2 separate regions of the Mus musculus genome follow, and region 1 is linked to region 2. A link is a contact called in public HiCAR-type data. All regions are on one chromosome and are shown on one strand. The core of a region is the stretch at or near the end of the contact, and the rest is flanking DNA. Distances in the headings are between cores, read along the strand shown.

Evidence for each region. HiCAR-type assays count read pairs that join an accessible place to other places.
Region 1: a contact with region 2 is called in a HiCAR-type map of Th17 cells, with 5 times the contacts expected there. The contact joins two enhancer-like sites. A contact is called at or near these places in 7 of 484 Hi-C or Micro-C datasets (the C2C12 cell line, CD8 T cells, the CH12 cell line and 4 more) and 4 of 115 datasets of contacts at active chromatin or transcription factors (CD8 T cells, Th17 cells, effector CD8 T cells and 1 more).

Annotation. Positions count from the first base shown.
Region 1 is chr4:63,931,312-63,937,390 of GRCm38.p6, forward strand. No RefSeq gene overlaps it. Among named protein-coding and RNA genes, the nearest start is that of 8030451A03Rik, 50 kb to the right of the region's middle. Within about 2 kb of position 4,155, at least 10 of the 459 cell types and tissues checked have an H3K27ac peak or open chromatin away from gene starts, as enhancers often do. A contact at or near this core is called in Th17 cells, where this site is marked.
Region 2 is chr4:63,640,188-63,646,235 of GRCm38.p6, forward strand. No RefSeq gene overlaps it. Among named protein-coding and RNA genes, the nearest start is that of Gm11482, 8.8 kb to the left of the region's middle. Within about 2 kb of position 4,389, at least 13 of the 459 cell types and tissues checked have an H3K27ac peak or open chromatin away from gene starts, as enhancers often do. A contact at or near this core is called in Th17 cells, where this site is marked.

The sequences.
Region 1 (6,079 bases), core at 2,905-5,404, 290 kb after region 2:
TTTCCTTTTAAAGAAATGGCATTCCATATTTAAAAGAATCTAAAATGTCACTGATTACAAAAACATCATGATTACATAGTCCATTAAGAAAGATAAATAATTATACTTAATTAAGTCATCACGCACCATTGATTGTAGGAAGAATGCTGCTTTTAAAGATGTTAAGATATGAAGACATGTTTATCTTTGCCTGTTTCCTTCAACAAATATGAAGAAACAAAACTGTTTTAATGGCGTGGGGGCGGGGCGGATAAGAAAGTGACAATTCTTCCTTAAGTGAAATCTGCAGAATTGATGGGACTGGCATTAGCATGACGGGAGAAGGAAACAGAGCTGTGGTGTGTGTGGTCCTTACACCAGCCTTGGATGAAAGTCCTGATCATCATGTAAGCGTAGCTTTGGACAAGGGCTAGCTCGCAGGCCAGGGCAGAATTTTCCATGTCTGGTCTTCAGAAACTCACAGAGCTTGTGACTTGCTTCCAGGGTGGGCTGTCTGTCCTAAGCCTCCAATCCAAAGTCCTTCACAGGGGCCATTTGCTTCCTCAGAAGCAGCTCTGCTGCTGTACACACAGCAGCCACATGAAGTCATATGATGATTGTCCCTCTTGGCTTTGGGGACATTTGCTAAGGGACTGGGGACTGAAGACACTAGAGAATTAGCTATAGGAATAGTTGGATTTCCTTGTTAAGATTGCATCATTTTTATTTTTCTTGGCTCCTATTATAACTACGGGAATAGGGGTATTCCCATTTTACAGTTGAGAACTGACTGTGTCAATACACCTCCAAGATGACTATTAATTGGTAGAGCCCACAGAATCAGCCATGCAAGGCTCATAGTGGGTTCACGGAGACTAAAGCCAGCAATCACGGAGCCTGCATGGGTCTGCACTGGGACCTCTGCATATATGCTGCAATTGTCTAGGTTGGCGCTCTTGTGGAACTCCTAACAGTGGGAGTGGGGATGTCTCTAACTCTTTTGCCTGCTCCTGGGACCCTTTTCCTTTCACTAGGTTCCCTAGTGTGGCCCTGATGTGTGGGTTTGTGCCTAGGCTTATTGTATTTTATTATGTCATGTTTGGTTGATATATCTAGAAGGTCTGATGTCTTTTGAAGGGAAATGGAGGCACAGTGGATCTGGAGAAGGGAAGGCCGGGTGGGAAACTGGAAGGAGAGGAGGGAAGGGAGGATGTAGTGGAGATGTATTGTATGAGAAAAAAATAAGGAAAAAAATTGGTGGAGCTGTACATGGCCAAAAATAGACTACTTGTCCTTCTCTCAAAACTAACATTTATTTGTTTTTTGTTTATGTACAGTTAGGAGGTATGGGTGGACCATGGAGGTCAGATAAGAGCTTTCATGGATTCATTCTTTTCTTCTATCATGTGGATTTTGGGGCTGGAACTTGTGTCATCATTCTTGGGGGCAATGACTTTACTTTCTGAGCCATGTCACAAGCTCGCAAACTTTTATTTTGACATTGTTGTAGATTCGTGTGCTTTTAGAAGGAATGCATGTAGTCTGGTGCTTTTCTACAATTACAGCGTTTTAGCAAGTTATGAAGTTATGAGGCCTAGGCACCGACACTCAAGGTGCAGGCCCTTGCCTTAGGTCTGTTTCCTGATACTGACTATGATTGTTACACTCAAGTCTCTCTCCCATAGTCTGTGGCAAATCTGTACATTTGGCAAGCACTTATCACTTTCTGTCACTTTGCTGCACACATCACCGCATGTGTCCCTTTGTGATTCACTGCCCCTAACTCAGCTTAGTTTCTTAGGTACACATGCAGTGGTAACCTCTTACACTTGCTCATTTATGTAACGTTCTGTGATATTGGTCCAGCACCACATGCAACCATTTCTAGGAGAGCATGTAAGTGTTTCTGGTTCGGGGGTTACTGCGGTTCACATGCACAGAGTCTTCCACAGACTCATGAGTTTAAGTTCTTGGTCCCCAGCTGGAGGTACTGTTTGGAAAGTTGTGGATATTTTGGTGCAGGTATGCATGGTGAGGTTGGCTTTGTGAGGTTGGCTTAGAAGCATTCCCTTTCCCATCTTCTAGGGTGTGAGGGGTTCCCACTGCATACTCTAGAAACTGCCATGCCTTCCCAATCATGATGAGCTGAAATCACAAGCCCAAACAATTGTCTCTTCCCTTAAGTTGCTTCTGCCAGGTGCTTGGTCACACTGATGAGAAAAACAAGTCACTCAATTGTTACTGGGAATACGGCTTCTCTGAACAAGGGCAGAAAGGTTCCAGTGTGACCAGAAGTACGGAATTCTCAGGGACCAGTTCCAAAGAGAAGGATTGCTGCATCAGATAGCAGTGGTACCTTTTGGTTGTTTTAAAATATTCTGACAAACCGTTCTGCAGGGAAGCTGCACCATTTTCCATCTTTGCCAACAATGTGCAAATGACCCTGCTTTTCGGGTCCTACCACCATTTGCCTTTCTTTTTCATTAACTTTGACTTTGGCTGTTTTGATTGATGTGCAATTATACTTTACTGCTGATAAGCTTGAGGGTTCTATGGCTAACGATGTTGAACGTTATTTTCATGTGCTTAGAGTCATTGGTATATCTTCTTTGGTGAAAAATGATTTAGTACTTTTTTTTCCTGGACTCCCTTCTACTGCAAGTTTTAAAATAATACTATAATTCAAATTAAAGTCTTCATTGAGATCATTTTGGTCTCACATATAATTATGAGAAATAATTAATATTACCTAAAAGGTGGATAATACAAGTGAATAAGGCTTATTTGAATATTTCTCCTACAAAATAAAAAAAAAGAGCCATAAGCATATGAAAAAATGCTCAACTTCATTAGCTATGTGGGAATTGCACATTAAAATCACTTGGCATTCATTCAAATGGTTATAATAAAAATGCAGATAAAATTAACTGTTGCTGACAGCGTGAAGAAATAAAAATATACTAACTACTGTTGGGGTGTAAAAAGGTGAAGATGTTTGGAAAACATTATGGTATTTTTCAAGAGTTAAACAGCTATTATCAGAAGTAGTCCCAAGAGGGAACTTATAGGTCTCACCTCTAACAGGAAGGCAGGGCATCAAGTGAGGGATGGGGTTGCCATCCTACGCTCACATCTATGTTCCTGTCTGAAAAAATTACAGGGATGGAAATGGAGAGGATCCTGAGGAATAGAAGTTCCAGAAACAGGCCCAAAGTGGGATCCAGCTCAAGGGGAGGTCCCAAGGCCTGACACTATTACTGAGGCCATGGAGTGCTCACAAAAAAGGACCTAGCATGACCTCACCCCAGAAGAGCCAACAAGAAGCTGAAAGAGTCAGATGCAGATATTTGCACCCAGCCAAGCAGCTGAACCCTGTTGTTGAATTAGGGAAGACTGAAAGAAGCTGAAGAGAAGGGTGATCCTGTAGGAGGACCAGCAGTCTCAGTTAATCTGACCCCCGAGATCTCTCAAACTCGGGACCACCAAACAGACAGCATATACAAGCGGATATGAGGTCCCCAGCACACATATAGTAGAGGACTTCTGGGTCTGTGTTCATTCAGAGATGATGTACCTAACCCTCAAGAGACTGGAGACCCCAGGTGTTGTTTAGAGGTCAGGTGGGGTGGGGGTGGTGGGGACTTCCATGTGGAGACTGGGGGGAGGGGAGGGGAGGAATTATGGGATGTGGAACAGTCAGAGGGTGGATAGGGTCGGGGGGAATAAATATGGAGTGTAAAAAATAAATTAATAATAATTTTAAAAAAAAATCTGTAACCACTTCATTTTCTGTAAAACACACCAGACAGCTTTCCTCTTCCTCCTGTCTCCTGATGAGAGGGACTTCTCCTCTCCTCCATGACTGTCCTCTTTCTTGGTGTCAAAGGGCACAATACTCCCCGGCCCACCAAGTAAGAGAAGTGATGGAATTGCTCTTACAGCTCATCCAGACTTTAGAACTACTACTTCAGAAGACTAAGAGATTTCTCACCAAAGCCAGGGGTAAGAATCCCGAGTTTCCACACTCCAATGTCTCCTTTCCCCAATTTCAGGCGCAATTTCTAGAACAGTTGTCAGAATTTTTTTTTTGACATGGTATTTATTGTGTTGCCATTAGCGAAGGCTCTCTGGAGAGGACTGGCAATGATTCATCTGTGCGAATCCCTGTTTTCATCGACTTGCGTCTGTGTGAGGGGACAGCCCCATGCAGCCTTCCACCTCATCATCACTTTGGTTTCTCTCAAAATATTTGCTCAGAAAAAGCCCAGTGTTTGGCTTCTGTTCACTTTGGGCTTCCAGGGGAATTTCCCCATTCTCCCCGGAGTCCAGGGTGAAGTCGCTTTACAGTTCGTTCACTCCTTACACAGCAAAGCAGACGGTGAGGCTGGCTCCAGAATGACCCTTATTGGATCAAAGACAGACTTAAGTGGAATCACTACATGCAGGACACCAGATGGATGAAGGAGAGGTGGTTATTATTCTGTATCTTATTGTGACCTCTATAAACCCAAACACCTGTTCTGTCTCAGGGCACTGCATGTTAATTCCACACTCACCCTTACTTAGCTCTTAAAACTCACCTGAGATTTGCCCATTTGAAATGTATCTTGTACATATAGATTCTGTATGATCCTCACTATGGCTGCCGAACTTGCACCTTATCACCCCTACTGAAAACAGCGCCCAACACCGCACTTGTGGTTACAATTAAATTTGACTTCCTGATTGTTGTGTGGTAAATGCTAATATCTGTCCCAGTGATTAACTCAGTATTCAGTATGCAGCAGGCAGCCCTTTGCATCCATAGTTCACTAAGTTCTCCTGATTCATATAGCTCAGAGATTCGAGGAGACTGAGATCACAAATGTAACCATGGTACCAATTTATGGTAAATACACACCTCCACTTCAGTCATGGTTTCCCAGATGTCTCCTATTGCCTTCAAGTTTACTCTTTCAAGTTGAGGTTTTTTACCTCTGTCGTAGTTTCTGTGATGAAAGGCAACATGGTAGAGAAAGTGTTTTATTTGTTTGTTTGTTTGTCTGTTTGTCTGCTATCTGGGCTCACAGTTCAAGGTCCTTCATGATGGTCAGACACATCAAGGCAGCAGGAGCTTGAAGCAGCTGGTCACCCACATCCACAATCAGAAGGCAGAGAGGGGCAAGGCATGGGAGTGCTTTGCTTCTTCTTCAGTTTCTACTGTTCAGGATCTGCTGCCCACAGTTAAGATGGTTTTTCCCATCTCACTTAATACAACCAAGGTAATCAACCACAGGCATGCTCAGGGTACCGTGTTTAAGGAACTCCAAGATTTATCCAGTTAGCAATTACCACTAACCATGAACATCTCCTTAGGATGAAAAAAGCCTTGAAAACTGATTGAGCAGGGTTGCTAAGGGGCACTAATCTTTTTACCTTCCATTTATTACGTTGAAAGCTTGGGTACATACCTCTGTACGAAACATGAAATTGGCTTAAATTGTATTAGTATGGCATCTCCAGAGACACAGAACCATCAGTTGTTTCAACCAATTGAAATATGGGCTGGGGAGAGGGCTAAGTGGCTAAAGTGCCCACCTCAAAACATGAGGACCCAAATGGTGCTTTCCCTCACCCATATAAAAGTTGAGAATGTCCGTATTTGTCTTTAACCCTCAATGATGAGACAGAGGCAAAAGAATGTCCAGAGTTTGTTGTGCAGTAGGTGTAAGCAGATAGTGAGCCCCTGGTTGAGTGAGATACCCTGTCCCAAACAATGTGAAAAGTGAGAAAGGAAGATTCCTAACATTGATATCTGGCTTCCTCATGCACACACACACACACACACACACACACTAAAAATATAGAAAAATAAACCAGTAAGATACTGTGTGTGAAAGAGAGAGGAAAGATAGATACAGATAGGTAGATAGATAGATAGATAGATAGATGGATGGATGGATGGATGGATAGATAGATAGATAGATAGATAGATAGATAGATAGATAGATAGATAGATAGATCTTAGAGAGAGTGAGGAGGCTGCCAGGCTCTAAGTCTGCAGAATAAGCTGGTAGGCTAGAGGGCCTGTGAAGATTTAATGGAGCACTTCAGGCATAAA
Region 2 (6,048 bases), core at 3,139-5,638:
GTTATGTAATATAAACAAATGATTACAGTATCAGCGATATGGGATTCTTCTAGGCAGCTCATAAGTCCTCTAGAACCTGATAGTAAGAGGGAAAGATGAAAAATGAGTTAATATTTTGGGGACTGCATGGATTTTTGAGCCTCCTCCCACTCTCTGCAGTAGTAAGGATTGGATCTAGAGCCTCACTCATGCATTGATCTAGCTTCAACCCTGATAATATATATCTTAAAGAAGATAATGTTTCTTTCTGTTAGTACATGTAAGAACTCAGTGTTCTGCTATATGTATTGAAAATCCTTTAATGTTAGTTGTTTCAAATGCCCCCCACACCCCCAACAGCACTCTAACATCTACAGACATCACAAGATGGCTGCACTGAGAGAAGTCAAACCTTGGAATGATGGCTGCTTGTGGAAATGAAAGGCTAACACTCTTCATGAGAAAATTGATAATGAACCACACTGTTGTGTATCAGTGCAAGAGTGAGTGCTAAGGGCAACCCAGATTTCTTCTAAGACGTACAAACAGTCTGTGTCTGTTTTGGTGATGTTAGCACTCACAGCCCCTTGGGACTTTTTCTTTCTGTGGCAGAAATAGGAGTGAATCTGGCAAGTGTCCAGATTCTTAAACACCAAACACATGCTTTTCTAGTATTCTTTGCTTAAATGCAAGTAGACCTTAATCCAGTTCCTTGTCATTTGCAGGGCTACAGGGAAGGGCACCAAAACATACCCATTTCCAAGGGCTGAACTCTGGAGGCCTGAGGTGGGTCTTTCTGATTCTTTTAGATTATTGTCCAATCCCAGTATGTCAGAGCATGGGTACTGGAAGGGAACATTGATTTGACTCCCTTCCTCTACGATGAGGTTTTTGGGGAGTGTCAAAGCCCAGAAGTCGGAAGAGACCACCCCACAGGGGTCTCAGAGGGCCTCCAGGAGCATAACCCCTCATTCCTGCACACAGAGTGTGATGACCCCCACCACCACACACAGCTCATGTCTCTTTAAGTGGAAGCTTGCCAGTGCCCAGATGCACTAGCTCAGAACTCTTTTTACATCCACTTTCAGAAGAGAGAAAAAAAGACGTTCTATAGTATTTGTCTGGGGGCTGTAGCTCTTACATTTTGTCATATGGCCTAACTTCCATAAGTTTAGTAACTAGATTCCCTGTCTGGGTCTCTTGTTTCCATCCCTTTACCCTGTTCCCACATGGCTTAAGCTGAGATCTATCAATACACCGCCAACATCCCTTGTGTGTGCACGTGGATTGAGAGTGATAAGGGAGTGAACACATCTCCTCTCGACACTGGCACACTGTGAAATAGAAGAGGTCCCTGGGAGCAGGTCAAATCCTTGTCTTTCAGAAGCTCAGATGGGTCTTGGAAGGGTTGGCCTAGAGGTTGCTCTTCTGTTGGTTGAGTGATGGGGATGTCAGGGTGAAGTGATGACTTCTGATGAAGAGACTTTCTGGAGCTGGGAATCTCCTCTTAATCTCTTTTCTCAAACTCTTGCCTGAGGAACGTCTCAGTTCCTGCCCCACTTGCCTTAGTGTTAAGATCCATAGCAACTTTGTATGTGTGTGGTATACATGTATGTGTTCACGTGTATATGCATGTGTGTGAGGGCCAGGGCTCCATATTGGATGTCTTTCTCAGTAGCTTCCCACTTCGATTTTTTAAATTTAATTTTAATTGAAAATAAAGTTATTTTCATACAATATGCTCTTCTAATGGTTTCCCCTTCCATTTTACAGGTCCACCCTACTTACTCACCCTTTCAACTTAAAGCCCTTGTAATCTTAAGAAAAAAAAAAGACATAAAAAAATAAAACAAATAATGGTAAAACAAAAACAATAAAAACAAACAAAACAAAATAAAGAAAGAAACAAAATCCAAGAACGATTTTGTCAAAGGCCTTTTCTCTATCAGTTGAGATGATCGTGTCCCACCTTAATTTTTTGAGACAAGTTTTTTCACTGAGTCTGAAGCTCACCAATTTCCACCAGGTTTCGTGGGTACACTTGTCTCTGTCCCACCCAGCATTGGAGTTCCAGGGCACACCATTGAGCTTGCCTTTACATGGATACTGGGTGTCCAAACGCAGGTCCCCATGCTTACATGATAAGCACTTCTTTCTTGACTGAGCTATCTCCTCTTTACCCCGTTTTGATACTGGTGGGATGGAGATGACAACCTCCACTGTCAGCTGGGAGCTACCCCAGGGCTGAGTTTAGAGTGAGCCTTCAGAGAGTCCCCAAATCTCGTAAGATTGCCTTTAGATTCTCTTTTGAATTTCCTTGCTGTTGTGACATATCTAGTAGGTGTCACTCCAAGGGGTTGGGAGGGGAAAGGTGCAAGTCTCTGGGTCAGGCTTCTAGCCATACACTCTGAATAGAATAGACCCATAATTGTATCTGGACACAACTCTCACCACTGCAAAGCCATCTCTCCCCCATGCCTTATAAGAAATGGTCCAGGCATAAAAGCTGAGAACTTTAGCTCCCAAGAGTTCTAGGGACAGTAACTCTCAGACGCTGCACTGTGTACAACTCTGCAGCTGTGGACTTATGCAATGCTTTTATTTTCCTTTTGTAAGCATATTCATTTATTCTTATTGTTGCTTGTGGACCCCTGACTAGATCCCCTGTATTTTAAACATCTTGAGTTTTCTAGTATGCTGGGTAGTGATTTACCTTGTCAGCAAGCCTTTTTGTTCAGGTTCATAAAAGACTAGAGTATAAATGATACGTTATAGTGCCAGTTCACAATCTATGAATTAAATAAAATATTCCTATACCCCAGGATCTCTGGGCTTCCCCAATTGTCAGACTCCCAATTGTTTTGTAATTTTCTCCTCATTTCCATGTGGTGGTTGGAGGCTGAGCATTGGAAGAAAGAAAGAAACACAACAAAGTCCACAGCTCTTACTACCCCAGTGCCTCTTCTGAACATTCTGTAGAGAGAGACTAGGGGTGCTCCCAAACTGAGAATGTGGCAGAGCGGGGGGGTCGAGTTCCTCCCCATATGATTCAGCAGCAGACACACAGCCATATCAGGAATCAGAAGATGCACAGAGCCTAGCCAGGGGCTTCTTGAAGGTGACCCTGATGTAAGGTGCTGGGACACCAGCTCAGCATCATCTTATTGAGTTCCCTGTGCTTAGGTTACAATTCATGAGGCACTTCCCACTCTGACCACCACTTCTGCCCTGCTCTGGAGTACCTCCTGTGGAGTTGACTCTTACATTAGCCTCTCATGGATCTCATTTCGGCTGTCTTCTTTATGATTCCTTGGTCCTGTGGCCTGAGATTTGAGTCTACCCAAAATGGTGAACTCCAGGACTCAAAATCTGAACTTTCTCCATATGAAGTGGATTTGAGTCAGAAGGAAGTCTGTGACCTATTGTGGGCAAGAAGCAAATATTTTATACATATGTATGGGTATATAAATGAATAACTATGTGTATGTATATGTCTCTATCTGCATGTACATATATCTACATGTATATATACACCCATATATATATACATATACATACATACACACATACACACACACATCTATATATACATAAATGTCTGTATGTAAATACACACATGCACACACACATATATACCCATTCACATATACACATATATATGTATATGTGTATACACACACACATATAGGCTTGTAAATTTGTACATATAATACATAATATGTACATCCACATATATACATATATTATCTGCATGCATGTACATACACATGTACATGTATGCATACAAAGATGCATATCTATATGTGTACACACATCACATATATTACATATACCATAGCTATCTTTGTGTATACATATACATATGTATGTATGCTCATATAACCTAATGAGGGAGTGAAAGCAGAATGATTCACCTTCCTCTGGGAAGCCTGAAGGGAAATTACTTCTAGGTACCCTTGCTGTGACACATACTATCTCTGCTGTGGGATTGGCCTACTGAAACTCTGATGCACACAGGAAGTGAGGCATCATTTCTTCCCCATCCTTTTTCTGGAGCTTGCTGGTTAGATAGTCTAGCCAAAATGGTGAGCTCTAGATTCACTGAGAGACCTAGTTACCACACATGTGAACACACACACACACACACACACACACACACACACACACACACACACACACCTCTTTGATATACATTGATTTTGATGAAAGTCATATTATATTTAGAACTTATCATTTAGTAATCTGTAGCTTACTATAGAACAAATCTGCTGGCATTGTTAATGGATGAAGACTAGCAGGTTGTCATAACAACCTTCCTCCATCCTTCCAGCCTAAGGGCTGTGTTGTAGTCCCAGCTATTTCCTTTGTGGCTTCTGTTGTCATAGCTTTAGACTCTGGGGTTTTCTCTGCTTTCCCTAAAGGAAACAATTCTGCCAGCACTCTGTTTTTGAGTGATACTAGAAGCTCTGCTCATTGCCCTGTGTGTTCAGATTCACCACACCAGGGTGTGTGTGTGTGTGTGTGTGTGTGTGTGTGTGTGTGTGTGAGACTCTTCATTCTGCAGAGCAGTGAGGAGGGCTGTGTCAATGGTAGTGTTTGAGGATATCAATCCCTGGGCACTTCAGGTATTAACAGAGAGGACCACTCATAGGGCTGGTTGCTGTGCTTGCTTCCTGTCCACTCATTGGAGTTCAACTCTCCCAGTTCCATCTTTCAGTGTGGTCCAAGGCTAGTGGGACCTTCTATGACCAAAAGAAGAAATCCAGGCTTGGAGACCCAATCAGAGTAAGATGTTGGGAGTGTCTGATTCCCAGAGCAGTTGAGGTGTATATTCTAAGGCTCCCATCTTTCCGTAGGTGACTGAACTCCAGGACTCTCCTCACATGCACTTGTCTTTCCATCCATTTTGAGACAAGCTCTACAATAACTCCTTCAGGAGACACTCCCTTATCTACTGTGTTACACACGAGGCATAAATTCTCTCTCTCTCTCTCTCTCTCTCTCTCTCTCTCTCTCTCTCTCTCTCTCACACACACACACACACACACAGACACCCCTACATCAGAGAAGCATGGCAGGGGAGGCATATAGCAGGATGTGTTGTGGCTGTTTGAGAAATTCGTGCCTTGAGTCAGAGAGGATGTGAGTGTGAGGGGAATGGGGAGGCTTCTGTTCTATTCCTCCTTTCACCGGAGCATTCCAGTCTCCCTCCCTACTAATATCAGTAACAGCACATGAAGCTGTGGGACCAGAAAACTTGATTGATGGTGACTTGAGACCTGAAGCTTTATTTCATTCCTGTAACAATGAGTGGAGATGGATGGACCAACCCTGGACTCAGATAATCTGTCATTCTTTAGTCCTAGCTGCCCAGTAAGGTAACCATCAGCCACAGGCAGCGTTTTAAGTTTAGATGAATTGAAACGAAAGAAAAAGAATCTAGTGCTCAGGCACTGGCTGCTTTTCGAGTGACTTGTAGCTTCTTAATGAGCCACTGAAGATGTGCAGGGACATTTCCATCATGGCAGAAAGAGCTAGTGGGACAGCAGTTGAAGATGTAGTATCAGTTCAAAGAGAGAAGGATGGAGCAAGCCACACTGGTTCCTTTTGATCGAATAAGAAACTGTCTTCTAGAACTCATTTATTTTTTTTTTCCAGTTATAACACATTTACTTTATTGTGGATGATTTCAGCTTTGACATATTGGCATTAGCATTCTTGGGTTTCTTATTTTTTGGTTGGTTTTCATTTTTTTCTTTCCATTTTTTATTAGGTATTTAGCTCATTTACATTTCCAATGCTATACCAAAAGTCCCCCATACCCACCCACCCCCACTCCCCTACCCGCCCACTCCCCCTTTTTGGCCCTGGCGTTCCCCTGTTCTGGGGCATATAAAGTTTGTGTGTCCAATGGGCCTCTCTTTCCAGTGATGGCCGACTAGGCCATCTTTTGATACATATGCAGCTAGAGTCAAGAGCTCCGGGGTACTGGTTAGTTCATAATGTTGATCCACCTATAGGGTTGCAGATCCCTTTAGCTCCTTGGGTACTTTCTCTAGCTCCTCCATT